Linked DNA regions of Rattus norvegicus: regions 1 and 2 are each linked to region 3. The links are chromatin contacts, called in public HiChIP or PLAC-seq maps. All regions are on one chromosome and are shown on one strand. Each heading gives the region's core, a stretch centred on a gene start, on an enhancer-like site or on the middle of the called end of the contact. The rest is flanking DNA. Distances are from core to core; before and after follow the strand shown. Region 1 has its middle 47 kb from the start of Sox6. Region 2 has its middle 340 kb from the start of Trnav-aac35. Region 3 overlaps Sox6 (SRY-box transcription factor 6).

Evidence for each region. HiChIP or PLAC-seq counts read pairs in DNA pulled down with a chosen protein or histone mark.
Region 1: a contact with region 3 is called in an H3K27ac HiChIP or PLAC-seq map of oligodendrocytes, with 16 times the contacts expected there. The contact joins two enhancer-like sites. A contact is called at or near these places in 5 of 12 Hi-C or Micro-C datasets (Schwann cells, hepatocytes, liver and 2 more) and 1 of 1 datasets of contacts at active chromatin or transcription factors (oligodendrocytes).
Region 2: an H3K27ac HiChIP or PLAC-seq map of oligodendrocytes shows a contact between it and region 3, with 4 times the contacts expected there. The contact joins two enhancer-like sites. A contact is called at or near these places in 1 of 12 Hi-C or Micro-C datasets (kidney) and 1 of 1 datasets of contacts at active chromatin or transcription factors (oligodendrocytes).

What each region holds. Positions count from the first base shown.
Region 1 is chr1:179,711,020-179,714,197 of GRCr8, forward strand. It overlaps a transcript of Sox6 not described here. Among named protein-coding and RNA genes, the nearest start is that of Sox6, 47 kb to the left of the region's middle. Within about 2 kb of position 1,797, at least 17 of the 93 cell types and tissues checked have an H3K27ac peak or open chromatin away from gene starts, as enhancers often do.
Region 2 is chr1:179,046,617-179,049,881 of GRCr8, forward strand. No RefSeq gene overlaps it. Among named protein-coding and RNA genes, the nearest start is that of Trnav-aac35, 340 kb to the right of the region's middle. Within about 2 kb of position 1,430, at least 4 of the 93 cell types and tissues checked have an H3K27ac peak or open chromatin away from gene starts, as enhancers often do.
Region 3 is chr1:179,342,650-179,345,703 of GRCr8, forward strand. All of the region lies in intron 5 of Sox6 (SRY-box transcription factor 6), which reads right to left. Among named protein-coding and RNA genes, the nearest start is that of Trnav-aac35, 46 kb to the right of the region's middle. Within about 2 kb of position 1,707, at least 12 of the 93 cell types and tissues checked have an H3K27ac peak or open chromatin away from gene starts, as enhancers often do.

The sequences.
Region 1 (3,178 bases), core at 547-3,046, 370 kb after region 3:
ACCCTGGATGACAAACACCCGAATGCTCCAGCAGCCCGCGGCACTTTAAGTTTGGGAGAAGCAGATCTTATCAACTCCCAAATAACAGTGCCCTTGGGACAGTCAGTGCCTCAAAGAGGTTAGAACTCCTGTTTCAGCAACAAAAGCAAACCGTGAATAATATTCTTCGTCCTTTAAGATGTCATTTCGCAGAAGGACAAGGCATGCGCCTGGACTTTAAGCGGATGGAGAATAACATTAAATTTCATTTGAATCTGAGCAACATCCAGTTGAGAAAAGCACAGCCACAGTGACAGGAGCAACAGAGCACCGTCACAAAGAAGGTAAGGAAAGTGGTAAAAATACATGAACTTCTGTTTTCAAAAAACAATAAAGATAAATAAAAAGTAAGTTTTATAAACATGCCTTTCCTAGCTTAGGAAAGTTCATTTCCCAATGTGCTTTTGCTGTCAAAGGTGCAAAGCCAAGGCGAGGGAGTGCGTGGCTGGAATCTGCATGCTGATAAGAGAAGGGTGATGTACTTACAGTGACAGAGGGCAGGCTGCGGGAGAAAAGCTGTTTGTGTTAGCCTGCGAGTTACCCAGGGCTGCAGTGAGAGCCGAAGGGAGGAGGCGTGGGAGTGCCCGTCTGCGTACACCTTCACCGCGTCTCATTACATCTGCCAGCCTCTCTCTCCCTCTCTCTTTCATTTCCACATTCCCTTTGTTCCTGAAAAAAAATCTACACGTCACATCAGAGTCCCCAGATGCAGTCTACACCAAAGAAAAAAATGAATAATTCAATCAAACTGTGCATAGTCTCTAAGGCAATAAATCTATCGCACTTAAAGAAACGAAGGGTAATTACTACCATAGAATTAGAATAAGGCCAAAGACCAGAGATGTCGCTGAGTCTCTGGATAAACTCCACAGTCAAATAAAGTTTCATTTATTTAATCCTTTTTACATCTCGAACGGAAAGTCAGACAAAAAAATTTAAACTTATTTTAGAGCTATTCGCGTCTTTTGAAACACAGTCTAGAGAGTGGGGGAGGGTATTGGAGGGTCTACCTTGTTCAAAAGCTCCCAAAGACATCAGCTGAGCGCCAAGCACAGACACCAACCAAGACAATGCGTGCCGGTGGAGCCTGTCCAGAGCCCATTTCTCCCACTCCACCCTCCTCCACTCCCCTCTCTACAGCAGAGCGCCCTCCGCTTGCCCACCACTGTGACTCGACAGGAGGGCAGCTGTAATCTGAGAGCCTTACCTGCGGCAGTGCGAAGACCCAAAAGAAACCGTCTTTCGCTGCCACCAACACCCCGTGCCATTCCTACGCACCCCTCCAAAGTCCTGTAACCATCTAGATCTTCCATCTGCCTACGAGAAACTGTATACCGGATTTCCCCCCACCCCCCCAGGACTGAATGGAAGCGCTATACGGAACTGACTTCTGGATATGCCCTGGGTTGAGTTAAAGCGATGTCTGGAAAGGAAAAGAAGGGGAGGAAAAAAGGAGGGGGCAACTCAAGCCCTATCCAAGTTAGTCAGAAGGCGGTGTTAGGCGGGAAGCGCCTACGGGAGAAACAGCTGGGCTGCACACTGGCCGTGAAGATCGCAGTTCTAGGAACCGTGTCCTTCGTCCCAGAGGTAAGACTGTATGACTGTCGCATGCTTATTCTTTCACTGTCTCTCTTCCCCGCCCACAACTATCCCTACCCCTAGGGTCGGCCTGCGCGCACCCTAGAGGACTCCAGCGCAGCAAAGAGCTGTATTTTCCAGAGCCACTCATAAATCGTGGTGTCACTGAACAGAGATCTGCAAACCTGCTGTTTGTGGCAGTCCCGCCAGTTGCTCACTGACCCAGGGTACTCGGGACACATAGTGGGCGGGAGCCCCGGCCAGCGGGCCAGCCGGGTCGCGGGAGCCTGCAGGCTCAGGTGATTCCAGGAAACCTCCAGCGTCCCAAACGGGTTGGGGCTAGAGTTTCCATCCTAGAAGCGCTTCTGCCTGCTTCGGCGGATACACAGACGCGCGCGCGAGCGTGTACACACACACACACACACACACACACACACACACACACACACACAGAGTCACTAAGTCAGTCACGCACGAACGCACGGCTGACATTCCGGCCCAACGACCCGTCTACAAGGGCCCCCTTAACAGTCAATTCAGCTCTCTGAGGAGCAGCTGGGAAACTGGGATTCGTGGATGAGGCCACGGGTGCCAACCGCCAGTGCAGTCTTTGTTTACGTGCCTCGGTCGCCACCTTGAGGTGGAGCGCAAGAGTGCGCTGGGCTCAGAGCCACCAAGATCCATCAAGCAGATGGAGCTGGCAGCCAGGACAACCTCTGGGACAGAAAAAAAGAAAAAGTCCACGAAGGTCCCCCTGGAGCAGAGGAGTCCGGGAAGCCGTACTACTGGGAAACCCGAGTCAGGAGATGGCAGAGAGACACCTGCTAGTGCCAGTACCCGGTGCGCTGCGTTCTCTCACTAGACTACAAACCTGGGATTAGAGAACAGATCCAAGATAGAACTTTTATCACTAACTACCCAGGCAGAGAATGGGTAGTTAGCTTGAGAAAGACACGTCCTCAGCTCCTATAAGACGGAGAACATGGCTCCTGGCCGACTCGGCCTCTCTTGGGTTCCTTTGCTTTGCTCTTCAACGGGAGACAAAGGTACTTAGAGATGCCATAAGCAGAGGTCTCAAGATGAGAACCCAGAACAGGGGCGGAACGTTGAGGCAGCATAGTTGTCTGCTGTGAAAGCTGAGTCCCATTTCCCGAAAACTTAGGGCTTCCAGGCACCTTAAGAATAGGTTTGGTAAAACAATGGTGTGCTGTTAATTGCTTCACCTGCTTTCATTTCTGAAGCCCATTTTCACTCACTGCTCTGCAGATATATTTGCTGTGGATATTCAGCCCTCTTGCTGAATCTTGCCCCAACCTACTGCAGTCGCTCTTTGTTATTCCTGGACAAGTGGCTTCAAGGCTTGGAGGCATCTTACAAAGCCATCCCAAAGGTCCTCCTCAGAGAGCTGCCCTGAGAACACCTCTGAGATTTTTCACTGCTGCTTGGGTACATAAATGTTATTTAAATATGATGCTTTACAAAAGAAGAATTGTTTAAGAAAAAGGACACTTGGGACCTATTTTGAGTTATATGAAAGCTTAAACCAGGTCTGGCTGACACC
Region 2 (3,265 bases), core at 180-2,679, 300 kb before region 3:
CCTGAGCTACCATTTCTACTAGTTGCTGGAAATACTCAAAAGTAGCTGAACTACCTCGTGCCTGAACCAGGCTGGGTAAGGACTCTGCCATGGGTGCCTCAGACTTTCCCAAAGACTCACGGAGATAATATACTTTGCGGATATCTTCTAATTCTAGAACCCTTTAAAAAGGTTTCTGTACATCTCTCTTAATATTTTTATTTTCAAAAATTATATGTCAGACTATAAAGATGGTGTACCCAGTCAAATGGTTGCTTCATAAGCATGGAGAAGTGAGTTTGATTCCCCTGAACACCTATGTAAAAGTCTTACAATCCAGTTTCTGGAGAGGTGCAGGCAGGAGGATGGATGCCTGTGGCTCACAGGTTGGCCAGCCAAATCAGAGAGTTTCAGGATAGTGAGGGATCCTGTCTTAAAAACTAGGTAGATGACACCTAAGGAATGATACCCCAGGCTGACCTCTGGCTGCAATAGGCATACACACAGATGGCACATGTGCCTCACACATGTGTACAAGTACACACATGCATGTGCAAAGGAAGAACAAGTCATTTTCCAGTACATAATTTTTGACACTGACAGAGTTCCAAAAAATAATTTTTCATTTTCACACATATCTATCAGTTTATTCATTCTTCATTCAATTTCCTGCTTTTAACAGGTTTTCCATGGAGACCAAAATTATATCCATCCCTACACTAGATATTTTCTTTAAAGCATAGTCTCAGGCTGGCCTCAAACTCAAGACCCAAATAACTCAGTTATTAGGGCTGGAACTTAAGGTATGTGTCACAACGTTCAGTTCTAGACATGTCTTTTATTGTGTCAATTTCTGCACAGCTCCTGATCCTGGACCAACTTTATTTGCTAAGAGGAGTAGCTGCAAGTTATTGTTAATGAAGGGTGACTGCAATAAGACTGACAATGTCAGACTCACTTCTCCATTGGCTAAAAGTCCCCCATGAGGATGACAGGAAGGATACTTTCCACAGTTACACCCTCAGACTTAGGATCTGGTTAGAGCCAATGAATACAGAGATAACCTGAATTAAGCACTTCACAGTCCAGGAAAAAAAAAGGCCATAAGGGAAGTGGGTCTACAGGGACATTTTTGTTGAAAATATAAGTAGCTTTTGGGTCAGGTTCTCACCTCTCCTTACACTGAATCTCTCTGGCCTTATGGTCGTCTGCTGTTTGTCATAGATCTGAGTGACGCTTCCCCAGAAGGCTTCCATACCACTTTGACTCATATCTTTGCAGTGGTCTCTAAAGAGAGTTCAGCTATGGCTATGTACGTAGACAGGAAACATTTAGGACATGGAGGTGTCTTACAAGATTTATGAAACTTTTGAGACTGAGAGCACACGTACACAACATACGCCCAGCTCTCACACCCACCCCTGGTCTCACATTCTGTGCATGCTCCAAACCCACTCACAACTTCTGCTGCTTCCACCAGGCCATTCGGATACACTCACTTGTGCAAACAGATAGCCTTGCTCTGTCCCCCACCAGCCTTCCTGAGAATTGTTCTGTGAAAACGCTATCATTGTGCCCACGGCTGGCCCCGGGCTAAAATGGGAAGTGGGAGAAGCTTGCATTTGGCTCTCCCCAACCTCTCTCAGACTCTCCCTCCTGCAGCTGCCAGCTGCACCCCTGACCTAGCTTTTCCCATCTCACTGTGCCTCCATTAGAAACCACCCTGTCTGGCTGCCACTCCTCCCGGCCTTGCTCTGGGCTTGAAAGATGCCAGTGGGTTTTCCTTAATAGGACTTTTCTAAGAGACGGAGACTTAACCCTCAAATGCTGTCAAGTTGGAATGATGTCTTGGGCCAGAAAGAACCCTACCCATTTAAGGAAACTAAGAGACACACCCAGGCAGTCCTAAGCCACCATGCCAGCCATCACTTTGAGCACTAGACCCTGAGCTGGTGCCCCTTGCTCCTTTTGTGGCCTTTTGTGCTTCTGGCTCCAAGATCCCCTGCCTCCCATTTCCCAAGCAAAGCTCTGCCTCTCCCTTTGGCCTTAGTCCACAATGATACAGTCCTTAGCATGGCTACCTCTCCTGTTCCTCGCATTCCTCCAACCCTGCCTACCCTGAGGCAAACCATACCTTACAATACGCCTTGGCAGTCTCCCCCCATGTCAAGCTCTGACTTCCTGTAGGATCTGGGCAAAAATGGCCCAAAGGCAAGAGTCCCAGATCTTAATAGAGAACAAGTAAGCACTTAATCAACACTCATAGCTCATACCCTAAAGACACCTCATTTCTCTGCTTTGGGCCTCCCCTGGTGAACCAGCAATAGTAGTATCACTATTGAATGTTCGTGCAATGTCACTTGTGAGCACTTATAGACATGAACCTGCTCACCACAGAATATGTGTTCTGAATCTTGTCCAGTAACAGGAGTTATATTCCTGGCAGCAATGTTCTGGGAGCTCTGGGCCAGGTCCTGCAAATGAACCGTGGCATGGGCTGCTTGGCCAGATGGGGGCAGCAGAGAGCTATCTGAGGGTCAAACTGGGACCCATGGGGCCACCTGGGGGTCCAAAGTAGACAGCCAGGACCCAAGGCCTGAGATCAAGCAGGGCAAGCTAGACAAGAAATAGAGCTAGGAAGAACCGCTTCTGAAGTGCCTCCCGGTATTGTACTGCTCCTCCCTTTACCTCCACAGATTGCCCATCACCATTTGCTAAGGCTGATCTTTCTAAGCAGTTCACCCCCCAACTGTCAGATTTGAATAGGTCAACTGTAAGCCAAGAAGAGTTGAACGCCCGTAGGTAAAAGTCCATGGATTTCAAGAACCAACCATGGACCAAGCATGGGCCTTCTCCTCATCCAATAGCTGAACCATCCTTCACAAGCGTGCCTCCACTCCTCTGTTGACTGCTAAGAATGCTGTCTAGTCTAATTCCACCATGCCTATCAGAATCCTGTCTGCTTTCCACGTTTAACTCAAATGCTCTCTTTGTTAGGACGTCTGCCTTGATTTGGCCAGTGCCTAACTAGAAACATCTATCTTTGGCTATCTCTCAGCTCTCCACATCAGATTTTCCAGTGGTATCTGTGGCTGTCAGCAACCAGAGTGACAAATGGCAGCCTTGCTTTCCCTGGGATGCAGGAAGTTCTGCCACAATCTGCCTCCTCTAAGGTGGGAGTCATGGTGGCTTCCTCATCTCCTGCTGAAGATTGCAGGAAGAGAATAAAGGGAGAGTGCCTGGAGCCAGCCTGGTAGTGGCAAGCACATGGGGACTGCCTTGTCAC
Region 3 (3,054 bases), core at 457-2,956:
ATAGAACAGGTTTGATGAGCTTTCTCTCCATTCTGAGAATAATGCAACAACACTAACAGTTGGAGCAAGGAGGGCACGCTGGCCATGGTGTGGGGAACAGGCTGGAAAGTTCTGAAATCAATAAAAAAAAGTGTACACCTTTTACTGCCTATCTTTAATACACTGTAGTTTTCTCCTTTACTTGACTCTATGAGGTGAGTTGGGAGGCTTGCTGACCACTGTGTCGGCTGCCCTACCACTGTTCTTGGATAATAAAGCACCCCGCAGAGTGTTTTGGGTAAGGACCAAAGGCACACAGGTTGGATTTTTATTTTTCCATGAATATGAAATTCTTCCTTCTCCAGTTTTAAAGCCTTCTCAACCACCTGTCATTAATTTCTCTTTCTCTTCCGCTTGGTAATCAGAGAAGCTGAGGTGGTCTTAAACAGCAGCTTCCTGTTCAAGTAGGAGCCAACAGTGCTATCTGTAAATGTCTGGGTAACTCCATTATGTGACCTAAGTTTACCAAATAACACCAGTTAGATGAATCATTTTACAGAGTGTAAAGACAGTGAAACCATTTGACTGTAAACATTAAGTGTGATTTAAAAACTCTTCCATTGCACTTAGCCATATTTTTAAGGAAAATAAAACAAGGAGACAGTAGGATTTGTAAGTTAAGGGTTCTGGTACTCATATATCATTGTCACTAAAAAAGAGTCACATTTTTCCCCCACATTTTACTTAAGTAAGATTTATCCATAGGTTGATTGATCCATTGATAGGTGATATATAGTTTATAATTGATTGATATAATATAATAGAAAGGTATAATAAGACAGATAGATGATAGATAATTGATAGGTGACTGGTAGGCATATATGTAGACAGATGGCACATAATAAATGATACATAGCTAGACAGATATAGATTGTATGTGATGGGCACTAGATAGTAAATGATAGCTAAATAGATCTAAATGATGGGCAATAGGTGATAGCTGGATGACAGGTAGATAATTAACAGATAGTTGTTGGTACAGCTATGAGTCACAACAAATGGCGCTGGGTGAAATGTAAAATTCCTTTAGAATGAGAAATCCTCTGTATAGCAATGTAGGTATAGCTTGGGTTCAGATTAGGGAGTAACACATTCAAACAGTACAATAGTTTATGTTCTCTAAATGCATAGGTTGGAGAAGGCAACCTTTCTATTCCATACATTATATACATTTGGCACAATTAATTTAAAGCTCAGTATTTGAACCTATGCTAATAGATTTTCTGTTTAAATTAATGAAGTGTTTACCTACCCTGCTGTAATAAAAATAATATCAATTGTGAGTCATAGTGATCCAGCCAACCTGAGAGTCCAAGTTACTTCATTCCCAGACCCATTTAGTTGAACCGAGATTCCACATTACAGAGAAACTAGAATGCTCAAAGTGGCTGAAAGAGGAGGCAGCCAAAGGGGTGTACAGGACCCCTTAGTACAGTCAGGACTGTTAGGGATGGCAGATGATTGTAAGATGCTTCTTCAATTAAGTTAAGAATATGTGGGGAAATCTTACCCTAAATCATGCTTTGAGATTTGACCAAATCAACTGAGATTAAATAAATACGTAAATAAATAAATAATAAATAAGACGGGAGCCTGGGATGAGCCCCATCTCAGCGGGCCAGCAGAGGTCATCGGTTGCCTGAAGTCATCTGTTTCACATCTTTAGACTGTCTTAAAATGACTCTCTCAGACGCACTGCCAGAAAATAGCCTCTTCTGCCTCCCACACAAAGCCAGAGGTAGTTTCATAAACCACAGGAAGGGAGCCAGAAAAAAAAAGCTTCTGTACACAGCTTTCCTCCAAGTCAGTGCGCCGGCTTTTATTGTGTGTCACACACAGGGTGCGTCTGGCGCACCACCGTAAACTGTATCTATCTTCCAGCTACAGAGATGGGGCTGCCAGCTACAGCACGGTTTCTCCTTTCTTTCTTTTTCCTTTCTTTCCTTTTTTCTTCCATGGGGTCATCTTTATCCCCAAACCACATCTGTCTTGAGTTTCTCTCGGATTAGTAAGGTGGATCAGTGCTCCCCGGGGCCTGCTCCAGCTGAAGTATTTTAATTTGACTAAACACCTGATTTATTTTATCTCTCCGATGAGAAAGGCAGTTTGTCTTAATAGAGCCTGTCAGCCCACAGCCCCATTCACAGCAATTTACAGGCGGCCGGGGACGCAGTGAGAGAAGAGCGCGCTGCGATTCTGTATTTTACCCTCCTCTGGAAAGCACCTAAAAGCAGCTATTCACTGCTACTGCATGTGGCATTTTAGAACTGAATTAGCTTTTTATTCAAGTAACTACACTTGTTGTGAATAGCTTATCTGTAAAATTGCTACATTCACTACTGATTTTATTAACCTTTGGCTCTATCACAAAATGGTCTTCAGTTAGGAAAGACCTTTAAAATTGACACTTTTTTTTTCCTGAGGGGCCTTTATTCCAGTGACTTTGGATTTACTGAATTTGATCCATTGAATTCTTTACCAGTTGTAGTTAAAATTTTGAGCCTCAATAGGAAGTCAATAGTGTGTAAATGAGGAAACAGTTTTTTAAATGTAAATATGGTGGCAATTTCCCTCATCAAAAGTTTTCAAATACCATCTTTTATTATAATAGTTCAGAATCCCCCCTCTAGCCTTTTTTGGTCAGAATCTGTAGAACCCGGAAAAATTAACTAAAATAGATCATTTATTTTATAACTTTTATAAATCCCTCTTCAAGCTCAATACCAAAGGAAAAAAACAGTAAATATATAAGAATTTATGTTTAACAGTTAATTTATTTTTTGGTTTAAAATGGAAATCAAAAGTCATATTTAAGATTAATTTAAAGCTCTTTCCCCCACATCAGTTCATAAAAGTTAGCGTCATAATCTGCCAGCTAATTTTGCCCATATGAAACCCATATAATTACAATTGGTAGCACAGGAAAAAAACAAAACAAAACTGGGCACTGGAAGGCTGAGAAGGGCTCCAGGGCAGAGCCATCAGGGCAGGGTTGGGCACTTTGCATGTGGACTT